Regions from separate parts of the Mus musculus genome. Here region 2 is linked to region 1. A link is a contact called in public HiChIP or PLAC-seq data. All regions are on one chromosome and are shown on one strand. The core of a region is the stretch at or near the end of the contact, and the rest is flanking DNA. Distances in the headings are between cores, read along the strand shown.

Region 1 (3,141 bases), core at 222-2,721:
TTTTGTCCTTGGCACATGAACAATTAATGCAAGTGATCCTTTGGCTCTTTGTGCATCCCTTCTTATTTATTTGCTTATTTATTTACCTGTTTATTTACTTTCAGAATCGGGGTATTATATATTTCTGGCTGGACTGCAGCTTACTATGTAGACCACACTGGCCCCAAAGTCACAGACATCCACCCGCTTCTTCCTTTTTATCACTAGAATTAAAGGCATAATATGCTACTTTGCCTGTGCCCCATCCCTTCTTGTAACAACACAAGTCACATGGAATAGGGCTCACCCAGATGGTCTCATTTTACCTTCTTTATCTCTAAAGTCTCTCTCAGTAAAGTCACATCCTGAGGTACTAGGGGGTTCCGATTTTGACAAACAGATTTTTCAGGGGACATAGTTCAGCTCATAACAAGAAGAATGCAGTCAACAACAGATTAAAAAAACTATTTCTTTCTTTCTTTCTTTTCTTTTTTTTTTTTTTTAAAGTTGTGGGACTGGAGCTTCTCAAATAGCACTGTGTGCATGATAGGGACAATAGTGATCCCCAAAGATGTCTACACCCAAATCCTGGGACCAGTGAGTAGGCTACATGGCTTAGCAAAAAAAAAAAAAAAAAAAATCTCTTTCAAAACCAGGCAAGGGTTTTTGAAGACACAGGGTTATCCTGGATAATCAGTGAGCCCTGTCTAATCAATTACATAGGAAAAAAACCCCATTTTAATCATATATATATATATATATATATATATATATATATCACTTTACATCATGCACACTGCCCCCTCTCCTGGTCACCTCCTCCCACAATCCTTCCTCCATTCCCCTTCCTCTGTGTAGGGACCCTCCCCTGGCTGTCCCCCCATACCCTGACACTTCAAGTCTCTGTGAGGCTAGGCACTTTCCTCTCCTACTAGGTCCTGAAGGGGATAGGAACTCCACAGGAAGACTAACAGTCAACTAACTTAGACTCTTGGAGCTTTCAGAGTCTGGAGAATATACACAGCTGGACCTAGGCCTCCTTGCACATATATAGTAGATACACATTGAAATTTTTAAGTGAAGGACTTTTCCTGCATGAATTCTGGGTCAGATGAAATAAGATCGTGTCTGGAGGGGTCCAGCTCAGTGGGTAGAGTGTTTGTCTAGCATGCAACAGAGCCATGGCTTCCGTCACATTCAGCAGCCCATAATGTATACACAGTGATGTGTACTTGTAATCGCAATGCTTAAGAGGTGGAGACAGAAGGATTAAAAAGTCAAGTTTATTCTCAGCTTCAGAGCAAGTCTGAAGCCAGTCAGGGACAGAGGCATGAGAACCTGTATCAACAACAAGAATAATGTAGAACTGTGGAAGAATAGTGTGAGAATTGCAACCCTGGGGGGAGGGAATCAGGGACTAAAGAGGGGCTAGCTCCTTGGAAGGGGAGAAGTAAGGGAAGAATTCTGCCGGATGGTGTCAGAAAAGGAAACATTGTCCGAGACAGCTTCAGTTTAGCCCAGTAGGAGCTGTGTGGAGCTTCTGACTCACACACTGTAACAAACCACATTTATTTTGCCTTAAGTTACTAAATTTGTAGTAATTTGTTGTAGCAGGATTCCAAAGTTAATTTGGTAGGAACTGGCATCCCTGGAAGTCTATTTTAAAACACGGTTTCTGTCTCTATTGTCTGCATTTCCAACAAGCCCTGAAGTGATGTGAATATATGTGCCCCGGGTTGTGGACCACACTGTGAGCGGCAAGGCAAGGCTGGTGTTTAACCCTTCCTTCAATATCACCAAGGTATCACAAATGAAAGAATTAAGGAAGAAGGCATTTCTCAGACACTATTCAGATGAGTATTGTTACTGGAGTGGACTTTTATTCACAGCCCCGTTACTTTGTTGCTAAACATAGCACATTTACTACTTAATAATAGTAAACAAAACAAAACACAAAACGAGCAAAGCAAAGCGTCTGCATGGGAAAAGCGGCCTGCAGAGGTGCCAGTGTTTGGAATATTTGGCTCCAGAGTGTCTGTGTGTTTATGGATCTTGCTGAGGTGGCCTGGCTGACACTTGGCTGATACAAATTGTTTCTCATGACCAACACCTTGGGGGGAAAATAAGCAGCAGGCTAAGCTCTCTTGCTTCTTTCCCAGGGTGGGCATCTCACATTGTAGGAGTCAGTAAGCTTAAGAAAAAGATTTCAGGGCAAACGAAACTTTTGTTGCAACAATCTAATGGGACAGTTTCCAGGAGAGACTCACTTGGTCCGTCTGTTCTATAAACTAAGAACGGTACAAAACCAGAGGGGATGTTCCCGGTGACCTGAAAGGTATGTTCCCTCTTTATCTTGTTGTCCGAGGGCACTCTGTAATTATGTGACAGTATATTGTTAGCTGTGTTCCTTGCAATGGCACTGGCCAAAGGCTTGGAAGAAAATTATCCAGTTATTAAAGAAGATGTAGAGCACCACACTAGCATGAAGCAGAACACCAAGATGGGCTAGTCTCTATCCTTAGTCACAAACAAACAACAACAACAACAACAAAGCAATACCTCAGGTGGAGTTGGCTCACCCCAAATACTTAGAGGGGACCCAGGTTTCATGCACTCATCAGGTGGCTCGCAACCACCTGTAACACCAGTTCCAGGGGATCCGACGCCCTCTTCTGGCCTCTCTAGGCACCTGTGTGCATGCCAACACACACAAAACTAGAAGCAAATAAGCCAACCTTAAAAACAGAAAATCCTCTGGGGGAAATCAGAGTGGAAAGGATTCAAAGAATGTGGCAGGGACTTGTGATGAGAAATTATCACGCAGATGTTTACGAGGAAGAATGAGGAAAGAACGTATGATCCAAGCTACGTGCAAACCTCATGCTCTCCAGAGCAAGTAGGAGGCTTCACAGGGTCTGGAGCAAGCATTTTCCAACTATGTGGTTGGTAGGAATCATAACCAAGAGCCTGCTGAACAGCAGATTCTCTGGCTCCTATTCTGTGATTCTTTAAAACGGTTCATTATGGAAAATTCCAACCATTAATATAATAGATCGAAGGCATCCCCCACCTCCCCACTCCCTGTTCTCAAACTCAGTAATTATCACAGTGTGCAGTGTTGCTTCATCCACAACACCTGCCCATTGCTTCCTTGTCCTGCTT
Region 2 (3,327 bases), core at 132-2,631, 380 kb after region 1:
GTATACTATACCATGACTTGATATCTCAATCTAAAGACAGAAGCACAAAAAAATCAAAGGTGATGGAGTTGAGATGGGCACAAGGCACAATTAAAGCATGATTAATAAACCATGTCAAAGATATGTCTATGAGTTTACAATCCATTTCCTTTATTGGAATGTAAGGCTCATTAGGATAAGACTTCATTCGTTTTATTCAATGCTGTTATCCCTGTTATGTATCCCTGTTATGGCACTTTGTGTGTGTGTGTGTGTGTGTGTTGTCAGGCAGCATCATAGCTGCTATAGCTTACAATGTTGTCTCACAAGATGTTAAAAAGAAGAAAGAAGAAAGAAGAAAGAAGAAAGAAGAAAGAAGAAAGAAGACACACAAAGGGTAACACCAGAGAAGGAACACTCTTTATAAGTTGAAAGACTAAAATTCATTAAATATGACTAATTTTAAGGCTGCAGATATGGATGAGCAGTTAAAAGGACTTACCCCTCATTCAGAGAACTAGGGTTCAGACCCCAGAACCCACATCAGGCACATATAGTCATATATGTGAACTATAAATCTAGTTCCAAGGGATTCAACGCCCCTTTCTGACATCTGTGGATACCTCTCTGTCTTTCCTTCTCTGTCTCTGTGTCTCTGTCTCTCTCTGTGTCTCTGTCTCCCCCCCCACCCCCTCACACACACACACACATACAAATAACTTAAAAAAAGTGTCTCTTTTACCTTCAAGTCACAGGCCTCATCTCAAGGATGCAATCAAATCCATGTCAAAATTTTATCTATCAAGATTTCCCTTAATGTGAACAATGACTAAAAGAGATTCTGTAGGTACCAAAGGAAAAGCCCAGCTTTCCTAAGCGTGAGTTGGGAGATGAAGTGGTGGCACAGATTGTCTGAGTCAGCCTGCCTTCATCACCCTTTGCGGGAAAATCCTGCCTGCCACTTAGCCAGGCTGAAATGCTGGAGATCCATTCACACGCTGCAGCATACCTACCTTCACCATCCTGACATCATGCCATGGAAAAGACAATATGAGCTTGGAAAAAATAAACAATGAAAAGGAAAAGATAAAGCTCCTCTGTTGTAAAAAGAAGACTGGAAAATATGCAGTAAGTCGGAGCTTCACGTTGGGTATCTGGTCTTATCCTGCTAAGAGAGACTGAGTGGAAAAACTGATCCACTGTCTCTAAAACTCAGAAATAAGAAAGCCAGTCCTCGATGCTTTCTTGGATATATAACTAATAAGAAATAAATCCAGTTACATTCTTTAACTCCTGCCTTCCCCCAAGGGCGATGGCTTCAATTCAGCATGACCTGCTGTCAGCTCAGGAAATTTCCACCCTGAGAATTTCCTAGCAGAGTCAAAATAAGTCACAGTCATAAGCAGATAAAGATTGTTTTTCTGAGAGTGCTTGAAACTGCGTTTGAATTCTGTCTTTAAGAGCTGAGTTGAGTGCTTGGCTAATGCTTTTCCATGGTGTCATTTTAAAACTATTTTGGCATGCTTCATGAATAGCCCATACATTGACTATTCAAAAATTAATAAAATATCATTATATTTCTTGGAACAGATTATCTTTGAGAAAGCAAACAACTAATCCCGGCACACAGACACTATCCAGCTTATTAGGGGTGACCAACATAGGTCTGTGGTAGACATGGGCCTGGCAGTAGATTGGTAATGAAAGAAGAATTTGGAATAGTTTTGTCTCACAGGCAAATAATGGTGTGGGTGCCACAGAAAGGGAAGCAGTCCGACTCCCTTTCCCAGCTGAGTGACAGCATATTTTCAAAATATATTCTCTCTATGTAATTCTGGGTCCAAGGCTAAGAATGCCTTAGAATCCATCTAATCTATTTTCAGTTTACCCTCCAAGTTATTATTATTGTTTAAGGAAAATTTATGTTGTGCCCAGTGAAAAGGTACAAGCAGCAGGTTTCGGACAGGAAGTGATAAGGAGATAAGGATTCATAATTAATTAAGAGGCAGGGTTGAGAAAGTAATTTGGAGCTGTCAACTATTTGTGGAAGGACGGTGGCAAGAAGGAAGAGGGTGGACGAGAAAGGAGCACACAGACTGTATTTTTTAAGGTTTCTATTGTTGTACTTAAACACCATGACAGAGGCAACTGTAAAAGAAAGCATTTAATTGGGCTTACCGTTTTTGAAGGTTAATTTCATGATGGCTGAGCCAACGTATAAAGGCAGAAATAGCTGATAGCTCACAACCTGATAGCTCACAACCTGATCTGAAAGAAGGAGGCAGAGAGGGAACATATCAGAGCCTTTTGGAACCTGAAAGCCTGCTCCCAGTGACACAGCTCCTTCAACAGGACCATACCTCCTAATCATTTCCAAACAGTTCCACTGATAGGGCTTCAAGTATTCAAACACATGAGCTTATGGGGCCATTCTCACTCAAATCCAAATTACAATGAGAACAAAGCAAGTCATGTGGATTCAAGGAGAACTATATTTATTTTGGACATATCCACGATTTGGAAAACATTTAATATTGTACAGATACAATTCAAAGTATAAAAAGGACATATATATATATATATATATATATATATATATATATATATATATATATATATATATTCATTGTGCTCAAAGACAGGAAATTTCAAATAGATCCCTTTAGCAATAATGGCCCAAGTAGTTCCATCAGATCCATTTCATTTTCGTGGCTTTATCTATTGTCCGCTATTGGGCTGGAACTGAGTTGACCAAAGTTAGGCACTTGGCTTCATTCTCCTTTTATCAAGTTCTCCCAGATCATACTGTTTACCCCTTGGCTTTGTGTTTGATTAGATGAAATCTGGGATTGCATTATAGCTGGGACTCAGCTCACCCCTGAAAAACACCAGCACCCCAGCATGCACTGCAGTTAGCATGCACTGGAGACTTCATCAAGGTTTGTGGTACGAAAAGCATGAAGAGGCTGTTGCTTAGAAGTCACAGGCAAGAATGTAAGAAACCTGAGAAAGGATGCCTCTGCTTGTTTTATTTTTTTGTGTATTTTGGTGCTGAGGTGTCAAAGCAAAGCTCTCACATAAGCTCCAACAGACTTAAATTGTTTACCCGCTTGCTTAGTTTTGCTTAAATTATGAATGATCTAAGAAGTAAGGGAAAAAAGACTAGGGATCAGGTAAGTGGTCTCCCATTGATTAAAATCCCTTACCCCTCTGCTTAGCTTAGCTTATGAATGATCTGAGAAACAACACAAAAGATTGTGATGGCTGGAAAGCTAGAAAAACAAAAACAAAAACAAAAAACAAAAAAAAAAGGAGCTCTAATAAAATTGATGTGGACAGCCTGTCCGG

The links. HiChIP or PLAC-seq counts read pairs in DNA pulled down with a chosen protein or histone mark.
Region 2: an H3K27ac HiChIP or PLAC-seq map of embryonic fibroblasts shows a contact between it and region 1, with 4 times the contacts expected there. The contact joins two enhancer-like sites. A contact is called at or near these places in 1 of 15 datasets of contacts at CTCF or cohesin (the NIH/3T3 cell line) and 2 of 115 datasets of contacts at active chromatin or transcription factors (astrocytes and embryonic fibroblasts).

Annotation. Positions count from the first base shown.
Region 1 is chr10:56,535,775-56,538,915 of GRCm38.p6, forward strand. No RefSeq gene overlaps it. Among named protein-coding and RNA genes, the nearest start is that of Gm36595, 110 kb to the left of the region's middle. Within about 2 kb of position 1,472, at least 22 of the 459 cell types and tissues checked have an H3K27ac peak or open chromatin away from gene starts, as enhancers often do. A contact at or near this core is called in embryonic fibroblasts, where this site is marked.
Region 2 is chr10:56,913,335-56,916,661 of GRCm38.p6, forward strand. No RefSeq gene overlaps it. Among named protein-coding and RNA genes, the nearest start is that of Gm36769, 20 kb to the right of the region's middle. Within about 2 kb of position 1,382, at least 15 of the 459 cell types and tissues checked have an H3K27ac peak or open chromatin away from gene starts, as enhancers often do. A contact at or near this core is called in embryonic fibroblasts, where this site is marked.